Linked DNA regions of Mus musculus: regions 1 and 2 are each linked to region 3. Evidence: chromatin contacts called from public Hi-C and HiChIP or PLAC-seq data. All regions are on one chromosome and are shown on one strand. Each heading gives the region's core, a stretch centred on a gene start, on an enhancer-like site or on the middle of the called end of the contact. The rest is flanking DNA. Distances are from core to core; before and after follow the strand shown.

Region 1 (4,015 bases), core at 801-3,300, 110 kb before region 3:
CCCAGCACTTGGGAGGCTGTGACAAGGGTGATGAGTTCAAGGCCAGCCTGGCCTACATAGTAAGATCCCATCTCTAAGGCCAGCCTGGGCTTCATAGTAAAATGCTGCCTCAAAAAACAAAGCAAGGGGCTGGTGAGATGGCTCAGCAGTTAAGAGCACCAGTTGCTTTTCTGAAGGTCCTGAGTTCAAATCCCAGCAACCATATGGTGGCTAGCAACCATCCATAACAAGATCTGACACCCTCTTCTGGAGTGTCTGAAGACAGGTACAGTGTACTTACATTAATAATAAATTAAAAACAAAACAAAACAAACAAACAAAAAAACAAAGCAAGGCCGGGCGTGGTGGCACACGCCTTTAATCCCAGCATTCGGGAGGCAGAGGCAGGCAGATTTCTGAGTTCGAGGCCAGCCTGGTCTACAATATGAGTTCCAGGACAGCCAGGGCTACACAGAGAAACCCTGTCTCAAAAAACCAAAAACAAAAAACAAAAAAACAAAACAAGGACTGAGGCCATAGCTAGCTTTTGAGCATTTGCTTGGAACTGGCAAGGCTCTGAGTTCCATCCCTGGCACAGAAGGGAGGCAGAGAGCAAGCAGGTCATGACACATTACTGTGAGAAAAATCCCTGAAAGCCACAAACTGCATTTCAGCCTTTGCCGTCAGGGAAGCCACAGTTCAGACTGAGGTCATTATGAGTCAAATGGACATTCACATGTAAGTATGTGTGCAAGAGGGACTCAGGGGACATACCATGTGAAGAGATAGACAGACTTTTCGGTGACGCTTCTATGATGCCAAGTCATGAGACAGGTTGCCAGCAAACTCTCAGATCAAGGCTAAAGACAGAGACTCTCTCACAACCTTGGACGGAGCCAGTCCTTGTTAGCATGTTGCTGGGTCTTGTTTTTCCTTTGTTTCATTCAGAGACTTAAGTAGCCCAGGCTAACTACAAACCTCTAGTGTACCCAAAGATAACCCAGAACTTCCTCCTCCATCTACTTCTCAAAGACTGGGATCACAGGTGTGCACCGCTAGGCAGGCTATGCAGTGTTGGAGCTTGAGCAGGGATTTCACGTGTTTTAAGCAAGCACTCTAACAGCCAAGACACGTGCCCAGCCTATGTCTGTTGTTTGAGGCACCAGATTCAACATAATTCCCAACAACTCTGACAAAAGAAATCCCAAGGAAGCCAGGCAGTGGTGGTGCACACTAGTAATCCCAGCACTTGGGAGGCAGAGGCAGGGGGATCTTTGTGAATTCAAGGCCAGCCTGGCCTACAGAGTGAGTTCCAGGACAGCCAGGGCTACACAGAGAAACCCTGTCTTGAAAAAGCAAATAACATAAACATATACAAATACACATCATATACATAAATATCATATATGTATATGCATATATACACATATTCATACATCATACACATGTACACACACACACACACACATATATATTCACACACACATACACGCAAGCATACACATAAGCATACATATCATTGCTCATAACCAGGACAGCCAGGACTACATAGAGAAACCCTGTTTCAAAAAAAAAAAAAAAAAAGTAGAAAAATAATCCCAAGGAAAAAAACTACTAAATACACTACTTAGGCTGTGGAATCCGAGGACCTGAAGCTGTGGTGCCTGCAGGCTCCGTCGCCAGCTGAGCCACCTCACGGCCCTTCCTTTTCCTTTTAATTTTTAGAAGTTTAATAAGTTGCTCAGGCTGGCCTTGAACTTGGGATTCTCTAGCCACAGTCTCCTAAACTGTGATGGCAGGCCTGGGCCACTGAGTCCAGCGGAATCTTGACATGTGAGTCTCCCTGTTTGTACTCCTGCTGGGTTTCTGGAGAGTAAGGAGGGACAATCTGCCACAGTTCTGCTAGGCCAACAGGGCTCTCTGAGGGAATCCCTCCATGTAGAAAAAAGGAAGCATGGCCTCAGCAGGGGTCAGGTCGGGATCTGCCCACCACCACCAGCTTCCCATCATCCCATCCCGTGTGCAGGAATCAGTGTACGTCACTACAGTCTGGGGGAGCCGACATCCTGTTTGCTAGAAAAGCCTGAGTCAGTGCCAGTCTCCAGCTTTGCCTCTGCAGCAACAGCTGTCCAGCGTGCTCTGCCCCGGCTTTCCAGGCATTTCTCAGGCCTCTCTGCACATTCGGTTCCCCTCCCTCCTGCAAGAGTGGAGCCACGGTTTTAAAAAAAAAGCAAAACAAAACAAGAAAGTTGCTAGCCGGGTTAGGAGTGTGGTTCGTGGTACACATCTAGAAAGGAGCCCTGTGTTCGATCTTTGGCACCTCATAATCTGGGTGTGGTGGTACACACCCTGTCAGGACACTCAGGCAGTACAAGTGGGAGGATCAGACGTTCAAGGGCATCCTTGGTTCCTTAGTGAGTTCTAGCCTGTCTGGGATACAAGAGACGCTGGCTTTTTGTCGGTTTTTTTTTTTTTTTTCAGGTCAGAGTTTCTTTGTGCAGCCCTGGCTGTCTTTGGAACTTGCTCTCTGTAGACCAGGCTGGCTTCGAACTCACAGAGATCTACCTGCCTCTGTCTCCTGAGTGCTGGGATTTAAGGCGTGCAGTTTCTGAGACTCTAATTAATAAAAACAATAACAACAAAGCAAGCAGGCAACATAATTTCTACAACAGCAACAAAGTGGCTACTGCCAGGAAGGGGCCTGAGGGCTGAGACAGACAGAGGAGAAGTCAGGAGCAGGAGATGGTCCCCGTGGCAGGTAGGACAGCTTGAGTGAGGCCCCCAGATGTGGCAATGATGAGTGGGGTAGCCCCCAATTCAAAAATCAGGTCTCCAGCAGATAGAATGAAAGCATAGACTTGGGCTCACAGAGGCCAAGAGAAGGGGGACAGGAAGTGGCCAATGCTCAAACTGTGCCTCTGCTTTCCCCCCACAAGCCCCTGCGGCTGCGGACAGAATTCCCAAGCTTCTGGTTCATATCACAGTAGTCCACACAGTCTTTATACCCGTTCTTCCTAAGAAGGGTTGTGGACAGGTGATGGGCCTGACTCAAAGCTCTCAGCTGGTACTGTCTGTTCACAAGGCTATCTAACAGCGGGAGGGCGACACAGAAAGCCCAGGACCAGATTCTAGAGTGGAAACTCCAGTCCCAACAGCCCGGGTGGGTGGCTGTTCCCTCCTAAGCCTCGAAGCCTATAGGAAAGCCCTCACAGAGGTCATAACGCCCTCATGAAAGCCACATATGTTCACCTTCTGGAAGTAATTATTATTCCTATTTACAACGAAGCATCTGGTGCCCAGAGAGGTTAAATTCACTGCCCGAGATCTCGCAGCAGCAAGCAACGGTTGGTTGGCCCGCCCAGTTCAGAGGGAGGAGCATGTGATGTTCTTGTACCCGTGAACTCGGGAATACGTTTGGCAAAACCAGGGGGCTTTTGCGTGCACGAGCTGGAGGCCCAGCTGTGTTGGCAGGAGCTGATGCAAATGTGTGCGCACCCAGCTTAGACAGCGGCAAACAGCTCGTAGGAATGTGTTGATGGCGGGGTGTGGGGCGGTGCCACCATTGCCACGTGCATTTCTGCTGCCAGCCCAATGTTCTGCTCCCTGTTGATAAACAACAGTCTAAGCAAGCAAATAGACCAAGCAGGGGACAAAAGAAAAGCGAGCGAGCGGGCGGTGCTCTGGCCAGTAGGGGCGTGGCGCAGGGTGGCAGGCTAGCCAGGAGTGGCAGAGGGACTGGAAGTTCTGGCAGGTTGTTTTCTCAGCTGGGCGTGGCAGCCTGTGCCAAGCACCTGATGCCCGTAAACATGAAAACAGGGGTGAGGACACTGTGTCAGGAAGACGGTGTTCTTCCTGGGCTGTTAGACATAGGTTTCATTAGCAGCTGGAACCACGGCAAATACGTCATGCCTCCCAAGCCGGAGGATTCCTCAAAAGTCAGTCTCTTGGAAGAAGCTGAAGCTCCAAGCCCAGCAAGGCTCGTGATTGCTAACCCGAGCCTGCCATCTGGCACAGGCGTGGCCTGAAAGGACATCTG
Region 2 (4,041 bases), core at 1,431-3,930, 120 kb after region 3:
AGGAAGAAGTGGGCAGGGAGAGAGGGGGTGCTGGGTGGTTTCCACATGGGCAAGAGTCCTTGGTCCGGTCCATGCCTGGAGCGCAGGAAGGCCTTCTGGTGGGAGGTTAGACGAGGCTCTTTAGGGGAAAGCCTATCCCATCGTTCAAGCACGGCAGGCATTGATGAACAGAGACAGTCTATGATTTTAGAGCTTTATTGTAGAAAGGCAGAGAGAAAGAGAGAGGTCAGCCATGGCCACGTGGAGAGAAGGGGGGGGGAGGGAGGGGAAGGAAGGAGAGCTGGAGATGAGAGGAAGAAAGGTGAGAGTTTAAGAGAGTGAGGAGAGGCCAAGCAGCTCCTTTTATAGTGGGCTGGGCTACCTTGCTGTTGCCAGGTAGCTGTGGGGAGGAGCATACCTGGCTATTGTCAGGTAACTGTGGGGGTGGAGTCTAGCCAGAATACCAGGAGCTTGGGACATTGTCTGCGTGACTGATAGTCACAGAATTATGGAGTTGGGGGCTCTGTGGTGTCAGGCACCTGTCTCTGGGAATGTGACTCACTGTTCTGTCCCTTATAGAGTTTTCTATTGGGTCTCCGGAGCAAGCCTCGTTCAACCAAAACAGGCTGCCTTTCACGGCCCCACACTTTATATCTTGATTGCAGCCCCCCTTCCTCCTCTTCTCCCACATCCTCTTTCCCACCCACCTTTCATCTCCTTTCTCTTCAGAGAACAGGAGGCCTCCTTGGGTACCAACCTGCCTTGGCACATTAAGTCTCATCAGGACTAAGTGCATTCTCTCCTACTGAGGCCAGACCAGGCAGCTCACTAGGACCCTTCACATCTTAAAGCTAACCTCGATCCCGCTCAGCCACATGCCTCTGTTTCAGGCTTGTGTCTCAATGCCTAGTTAGATAGAAACAGAAAGGTCCATGGCCCACACCTTCCTTTCCACTTCAGTTTTCCATGCTCTGTCATAAGGACCAAGCCGAGGGCCCACCTGTTTCTATTTCTTGCCACTCCAGCCGTTAAGGTCCAGGTCAGGTGCTGCCTCCTCTATGAGTCTCACTCCTAGAGCCCTACCCAGCAGAGATGGCAGGATCTAACCCTGGTGGAATCCTCAGTTGTCTCAGGAGACAGAACTCTCAAACAATGAGACTGTCATACAGATGAGAGGCAGTGAACACTCTAGCCCCGAGGCTTCACATTAGTGGCCCATTTGTTGTAGGAAGAATGGGACCTCCTGGGATTATATTCTAGATTCTAAGGTTGGGGCAACAAATGGCCACCAGCCGGGTAGAGTCGCAGAAATGTGATATGCTGGGTTCTGGAGAACAGATGTCTGAGATGAAGGTTCAGGCTACTTTGGGAGGCTCCGAGGTGGTCCAGCCGGTGCCTTTCTCCTGGCATCTGCTGCTGGTAAGTGTCCTTGGTTTGAAAATGAACCCAAATCCAGATGCTATTGCTGATGCCAAGAAGCGCTTGCTGACAGGAGCCTGGTATGGCTGTCCCCTGAGAGGCTCTGCCAGAGTCTGACCAATATGGATGCAGATGCTCGAAGCCAAGCATTGAACTGAGCACAGGGACCCCAATGGAGGAGTTAGGGGAAGGACTGAAGGAGCTGAAGAGGTTTGCAATCTCATAGGAAGAATAACGATATCAACCAGCCAGCCCCACCCCACCCCCCAATCCTCCAGCGATTAAACCATCAACTGAAGAGTACACATGGGGAATCCATGGCTCCAGTTGCATATTAGCAGAGGATGGCCTTATCTGGCATCAATGGGAGGGGATCCCCTTGGTCCTGGGGAGGGCTAGGGTGCTGATGTGGGAGGGGGTGGGTGGGTGGGTGAGTGACCCGTCCAGCAGGTCCAGTTATTCGAGGGTCTCGAGGGGACCTTCTCCTAAGAACCAAATGGGGGGTAGAGAGATATGAGGACCAAGTGCAAGAACGACACGGAAACATTCTGAGTGGCAAGAAGGTCCCGCTGTATTGAGAAAGGCTCAAGGCTTAAATGCACAAGCAAAAGGGGAAGTACAAGTACTTATCAGCGGGAGGGGTGGGGCAGTGGAAATTTTTCTTTTGGCAGTTACACGGGGAAGCTGGAACTTGGTGGTATCAGGGTGTGGTCCAGATATCTGGCGCTGATTTAGGGCTGGAACATTCTGTGGTTGTTCTCGGAACGGTGTGTCGGTGGCCCGCTTTTGACCCCTTTTTCTTCTTGGGGGGAGAGGCCCAATTCAGAGATCAGGACAATTGTGTTGTCTTAATAGCTCCCAACAGGTGATCACCCTCCTAGAAGCAGGGGAGATGGGGGAGGTCAGGGGGTTAACTGGGAAGGGGGATAACATTTGAAATGTAAATAAAGTAACCAATTAAAAAAAACAGAGTGGAAAAAAAGAAAAGGAGCTCCTTCCAGCCCTTTTCTGTTTCCATCCAGTCTTCTCTGCATGTCTCTATGTCCTGCTTCTAAGAGAGCACCAGGTTGTGGAGTCAAGCCCACCCAGGATCCAGGATGACTTTTTGGGATTCTAAAACAATCAGTCACATCTGGGAAGACCTGAGGATTTATAAAAAGATGCTGTGCAGGGTCATATGCGGAGTAAATTGAGCAGAAAGACAAGTAAAGAGGCTACAGAGGGGTCCAGAGGTAACTAGAGAGTGAGACCTGGGCTCTGGCCTAAGTATTTCCTCCAAACGCCACCAGAGGGCGCCCAAGCATTGTGCTAAACAAGGCTCTGGCCACCAGGAAGAGCCATCACCTAGGACTGAAAGCTAACAAGGTTTTTCAGGTTCAAAGCGGGAGGTAAGAATGGGGTAGGCAGGAAGGAGACTAAAAGCAAAGTGTTTCCACCCTCCCTCCCGTCCTCTCTTCCTTCCTTCTTCCTTTAAAAAAAATGTTTTGAGGGGGGTGGGTATGGGGGACTTTTGGGATAGCATTGGAAATGTAAATGAGGAAAATACCTAATTTTTAAAAAAAGTGAAAAAAAAAAAAAGGAAAAAAAATGTTTTGAGACAAGGTCCCATGCAGTCCAAGATGGCTTTGAACTCATGTAGCAGAGACTAATCTTGAATTTCTAAACTTCCTCAGGCTGAGGCAGGAGGATCATAAGTTTGAGGCTAGCCTGGGCTACCTAAGAAGGTCTCTTCTGAAATAAATAAATATTGGGAATATACTATGAAGAATTATATTTATCTTTGCAACAGACAGAAACCATTACAGAAATCCACAACCAATCAAAATGCAGACCTGTGGAGCACACTCCACCCTAGTGAATACATCTACAAAATACTGCCACACTTAAGGCTCAGGGAGCACTACAGAAGAGGGAACAGAAAGGCTGTAAGAGCCAGAGGATCAGGGAGTTTGCTGTGAGGTTGTGTTGCCTAGTAACGTCAGAAGCTACATCCATAAAGTCTAACCAGTATGACCACCCAAACATAAGCTGCAGAAGGACAAATCTGCTGGACCGGCCAAACAGGATGGGGGAGAATCCGGGAACCCTGAACCCTACATACAGTGCTCTACGCAACTGAGGCTTGCTGGGGGCTGGAGAAGTGGTCTTCCTCAGGGAAGAGCACACCGGTTGGTTATCCAGTGCCAAATGGGCAGCCCTGAAAGCACACATGTATGTTGCATTATACAGACGTAACAGGTTGTATTTAGGGATGTATATGTCTGTACATATATGCTTATGATAACAATTAGGAAAGAAAGGGCTATGAATTTGAAGGTGAGGGGTCTATGGGAGGGCTTGAGGGAGGAAAGGGATGGGAGACACGTAATTAAATTATAATCTCAAAATTTTTAAGGGCTGGAGAGGTGGCTCAATGGTTAAGAGCCCTGACTGCTCTTCCAGAGGTCCTGAGTTCAATTCCCAGCAACCATTTGGTGGCTCACAACCATCTGTAAGGAGATCCAGTGCCCTCTTCTGGTGTGTCTGAAGACAGCTATAGTGTACTCACATATATGAAAATAAAATAAATCTTAATTTTTTTTAAATTGCATTTAAAACCAAGACTAGGGTCTAAGGATAGTTCAGTTGATGGAGTTAACACAT
Region 3 (4,035 bases), core at 1,147-3,646:
TGGGTCTGGGGTCACTAGGATTATTCACTGAAGAAGGAAATTATGTATAAGCTTTAACATATAATTTAGAATTCCTTATATGTTAAGGAAATTGGAAAGTTTGTAGGTACCTTATGAAGTGATTTAGTGGAGGTAGTCTGGCTGTAAGAGGAGTCACAAGCCCCTCGAGTTCTGATGTCGCTTAGGACAGAAGAGAAGGGAGATGCTCACAGTGCTCACAGAGTTGCCATTTGGATGGAGGGCAGGACTTACAGGGTTTTTTTGTTTGTTTGTTTTTTGCTTTTTCAGTTCATATGCTTTATTAAATGCCTACCACATGCTGGGTAGACATAACACATAGTAATTAAATCTGTATTTTATCTTATAGTGAGCTCTTTCCTTAAAGATTCCACATCCTTTTTCAGGGGGCAAAAGGGGCAGACTTCTCCCAGAACTAGTATTGCCAGGGGAGAGCTGCTGGAGCCATGTGCTGGGCACCCGGAGGAGAAGGCTTGCTAAGGCCAGTGACATGGAGAATCTTGAAGGAAGGGCGGGGATTTCTGCTGGGCTCCCCTGGAGTTGTTCACAGAAGGATGCAGTTTCTCAGGACGGGAAAGTGGGTAGGCGGGAGTGATGTAGATCCAGAGAGGACAGGTAAATAGCTTCCAGCTCCTGAGGAAGCCTAACCTGCTTATCTCCTGTAAAAACCTGGGGTGGTAAATTTAGCATTGTTGAAAAATAGTCATGAAGGTGCTGTGGAGGATGCCTGAGGTGAAAGAGCCTGGTACCAGTTAGGAGCCTGTTCATAGCGCCTCTTGAGAGAAGCCAGGGTGCCTGGCATATTTGGGATGTTTGGAGAGTTTCTCTAAAGTGAAGGTAGTAATAGTTCGGGAGTCACAGTGTTGCAGGATGAAGAAGATGACGTCATTTCAGAGCAGACCACGGCATGTAGCTAGTGCTGCACGAGTGTCAGCTGGCTGTGTTGTTAAACATCATTACACCAATCAGGATTTGGAGTATCCCTATGGATTAGAGAGCAGCAGCAAGGGACACAGTGGTGTCAGGTTCCTGCTGAGGGGCAGGGAGTGCTGTTCAGTGGTGGAGTGCTTCCCCAGTGTCCAGTGTTCTGAGACTCTGGGTTCCGTGCCTAGCTTTGCTGAAAGGGGGCACGGGAGTGGGAGAATCAGAGTAGAAGCTGAGCTACCTCGGTCCAGTTTGGTTGGATAGTCACTGAGGTCAGAGTCATCAGGGTCCGCCTTTGAGACCCACTTTTGTTGGAAGCAGTGCTCACTAATGCACTAATGCTTATAAGCTGCTTTGGGAGGCACATTAAGCTTTGAGGAACATAAGCTTGTCGCCACGGCTCTCACAGAACCGAAGTGCGTCCCTCCTTTAGGAAGGGAGAGGCTCTTCTCTTTAGTGGCTGGAAACTTAAGCACTGTATGGTGAAGCTCTTTTCTCTGGTACATGATGGCTGATTCTTGACTGTTCTGTCTTACTAAGAACCTCTCTACTTTCTGAATAGAGAGAATTTATAAGCCAGAAGAATCAGTTTATATAGCTCAACAAAGTATTCATTAATAACACATAGAGGCTCTCAGAGGAAGTCGGTTTTCCTAAACATTTTAAAGGAATAATGAAAATGACTCAGCAGAGCCTAATTTAGTTCCCAGTCCTGCTAGCACGGGGACTGTAGAGTGGTTTGTGTAAACCTAGGCATGTAAAAAGCAGGAGGAAGCCCTGCTGCTGTGTGCCAGAGACCTCATTAAATTTCATTCAGTCTCCTGAATGGCCTGAGACAGAGGTGTTTCACAGATGCTGAGCTGAGAGCAGCTAGGTGTGTCTGGTTACAGAGCCAAACACTCAGCACTCTGCCTTATTTGAATAACTTCCTATGCTGATGAAGTTTACATCATTTGCCTGAAGTGCTTTGTTGGAGCTTTGCCATAAAATAATAAATATAATGAGCAAGAAGGCAGGCCCTTATGTTTATTTCCTTTCTGTTTGCACAGGGTCCCAGGAAGTGAGTTGGTGAGTCTGTCACAAAGGCCTATCTATTTTCTTAGCAGGTCCTTCCGTATTCATGGGCTTTGTGTGAATGATGCATAGGACCTTTGACTTAGAGGTAAGGTAGGCGATCTCTCTTCTTTCATGGAAGAGGAAGCTGAAGCTGAGAAACATGAAATGATTTGTCTAGCCACAGTGGGCTGGTAACAGTGGAATTAGAGCCTGGGACAGTAATGCCAAGTAAGGCTCAAGCTTTCATAACTCCTGGACCTGCTAAAAGATGACAGACGTGTATATAATTGATGATTATTTTTGTCCCTGCTAGTCAGCATCTACTGTCAAGGCAGAGCACAGTGATCAGATTCTTCTAAGCTCGTTTCTTAGTCATTGCACAGTGAGCACGGCCTTGTAGGCCTGGGAGCTTCCTGTCTGCTTGCAGGCACGCCCACAGGCAGGTGCACCCGTGCAAGCTCCCCTCTGCTCGGCTCTTGCTCTTGAGTGGTAAGGAAGCAGAAGGAGTGCTCCATGGTGGAGCATTCACTGTCTGGGCCTCTCCCCCAAGCTTGTCAGTGCTAGAGGTACATCGCCAGCATTTCCTGGGGTGCCAGACCAGACATGAGATGGGCCTGAGGGTGTGATGCTGTCCACCTTAGCTGCTGGGGTACTGAGGCAGAAGGATGGCAGGTGCAGGCCCTCGCTGGGCTATCTATGGAGTAAAAGGATGGCTTGAATAACTTAGTGAGATTCTGTCTCAACATAAAGAAGGGCCAGGATGTAGCTCAGTGGTAGCATGCTTGCCTAGCATGTGAGAAGCTGTAAGTTCGGTTCCTAGGATAGAAAAGAAGCTCAAATCAGAGCAAGCCCGAGGTGATGATGTGGTTGCCAGTGGTAGGCCACAAGCAGCAGCTTGGTGCAGAGTTAAGGCCGTACACTGGGGGCTCTGAACTCTGGCTTGGGCTTCAACGCACTTCTCTGATGGAGGCTGCTTTGGATTTGTTTTGAGACCCTACTTAACGTGTAAAGAAGCAGAACCTCGGAGATGTGACTTTGCCATAAGGAAGCATGCTTATTTTCATCCAGACAGAGCTGCCCGGGAACCTCCTGTTACTTCCTGCTTGCCTCTCCTGGGTGGAAGGTCAATAGCATTAGAATTTTCAGGCGCCAGCCTGGGTGGCCAACCTAATGGAGCAGAACAGTTCCAGCTCCAAATAATGGCAGACTTGGAGCAGGGCCCAGTGTAATTAAACCCTGGGGTAAAGAACTTGATGTTGGTCTTGATGCGTTTCCATGAGCAGGCTTGAGGTAGGAGTCTCTATTCCGAGCAAAGGGGAACAATGGCCCTGGAGACTTAGACCACTGTCTTAGAGATCGTTTGGTCTTATATTAAATTTAGACCATGCTAGAAGAGATATGGTTGGCTTATTTTTATGTTTATTTTGGTGGTGGCAGTATTAGGCAGGGTAAAATTTAGTGTTTCTCTACTTATTAAAAGATTTCCCAGTAAGGTTACTTATGAATTTCCAGTAGAGCTAAAGACCGGATAACCTCATGACTCAAAACCTCCTAAAGACTTGAGGTTATGTGACCTTGAGCGGCTCCTTTGTTCTGTGCTCTGTTGTGCATTTAGTTTCTCAGTATTCAGTGTTTCCCTGGCAATCGAACTCAAGCAGATAAAGGTGATAGCCTTGCAAAGGGTATGGTAAGGTGGATTAGCTGGCTTCCTGTGATTGTGACAAAACCCTTGACAGAAACAGTATAGCCAGGTGTGGTGGTGCACGCCTTTAATCCCAGCACTTGGGAGGCAGAGGCAGGCGGATTTCTGAGTTCAAGGCCAGCCTGGTCTACAAAGTGAGTTCCAGGACAGCCAGGGCTATACAGAGAAACACTGTCTCAAAAAAACCAAAAAAAAAAAAAAAAAAAAAAAAAAAAAGAAAGAAAGAAAGAAAGAAAAGAAAGAAAGAAAAAAACAGTGTAATGGGGCGGTTGAGAGGGCTCAGTGAGTCAGGGCGCCTGCTGCCAAGCCTGATGACCTGAGTTCAAGCCCTGGGA

The links. A called contact is a pair of places that touch in the nucleus more often than the background predicts. HiChIP or PLAC-seq counts read pairs in DNA pulled down with a chosen protein or histone mark.
Region 1: an H3K27ac HiChIP or PLAC-seq map of embryonic stem cells shows a contact between it and region 3, with 9 read pairs. The contact joins two enhancer-like sites. A contact is called at or near these places in 4 of 115 datasets of contacts at active chromatin or transcription factors (embryonic stem cells, epiblast stem cells and thymic regulatory T cells).
Region 2: a contact with region 3 is called in a Hi-C map of embryonic stem cells, with 2.2 times the contacts expected there. The contact joins two enhancer-like sites. A contact is called at or near these places in 8 of 39 promoter capture datasets (the 3T3-L1 cell line, the C10 cell line, the HPC-7 cell line and 4 more), 1 of 15 datasets of contacts at CTCF or cohesin (large pre-B cells), 4 of 484 Hi-C or Micro-C datasets (B cells, centroblasts, embryonic stem cells and 1 more) and 1 of 115 datasets of contacts at active chromatin or transcription factors (memory CD8 T cells).

Annotation. Positions count from the first base shown.
Region 1 is chr10:59,917,616-59,921,630 of GRCm38.p6, forward strand. The region is part of intron 2 of Gm40673 (a long non-coding RNA gene); the gene reads left to right. Among named protein-coding and RNA genes, the nearest start is that of Gm40673, 10 kb to the left of the region's middle. Within about 2 kb of position 2,051, at least 112 of the 459 cell types and tissues checked have an H3K27ac peak or open chromatin away from gene starts, as enhancers often do. A contact at or near this core is called in embryonic stem cells, where this site is marked.
Region 2 is chr10:60,145,596-60,149,636 of GRCm38.p6, forward strand. Gm51802 (predicted gene, 51802) reads right to left here. Exons shown (of 2, transcript NR_168572.1): 2 at 1,948-2,275. Among named protein-coding and RNA genes, the nearest start is that of Gm51802, 15 kb to the right of the region's middle. Within about 2 kb of position 2,681, at least 7 of the 459 cell types and tissues checked have an H3K27ac peak or open chromatin away from gene starts, as enhancers often do. A contact at or near this core is called in embryonic stem cells, where this site is marked.
Region 3 is chr10:60,026,000-60,030,034 of GRCm38.p6, forward strand. The region is part of intron 5 of Ascc1 (activating signal cointegrator 1 complex subunit 1); the gene reads left to right. Among named protein-coding and RNA genes, the nearest start is that of Anapc16, 25 kb to the left of the region's middle. Within about 2 kb of position 2,397, at least 113 of the 459 cell types and tissues checked have an H3K27ac peak or open chromatin away from gene starts, as enhancers often do. A contact at or near this core is called in embryonic stem cells, where this site is marked.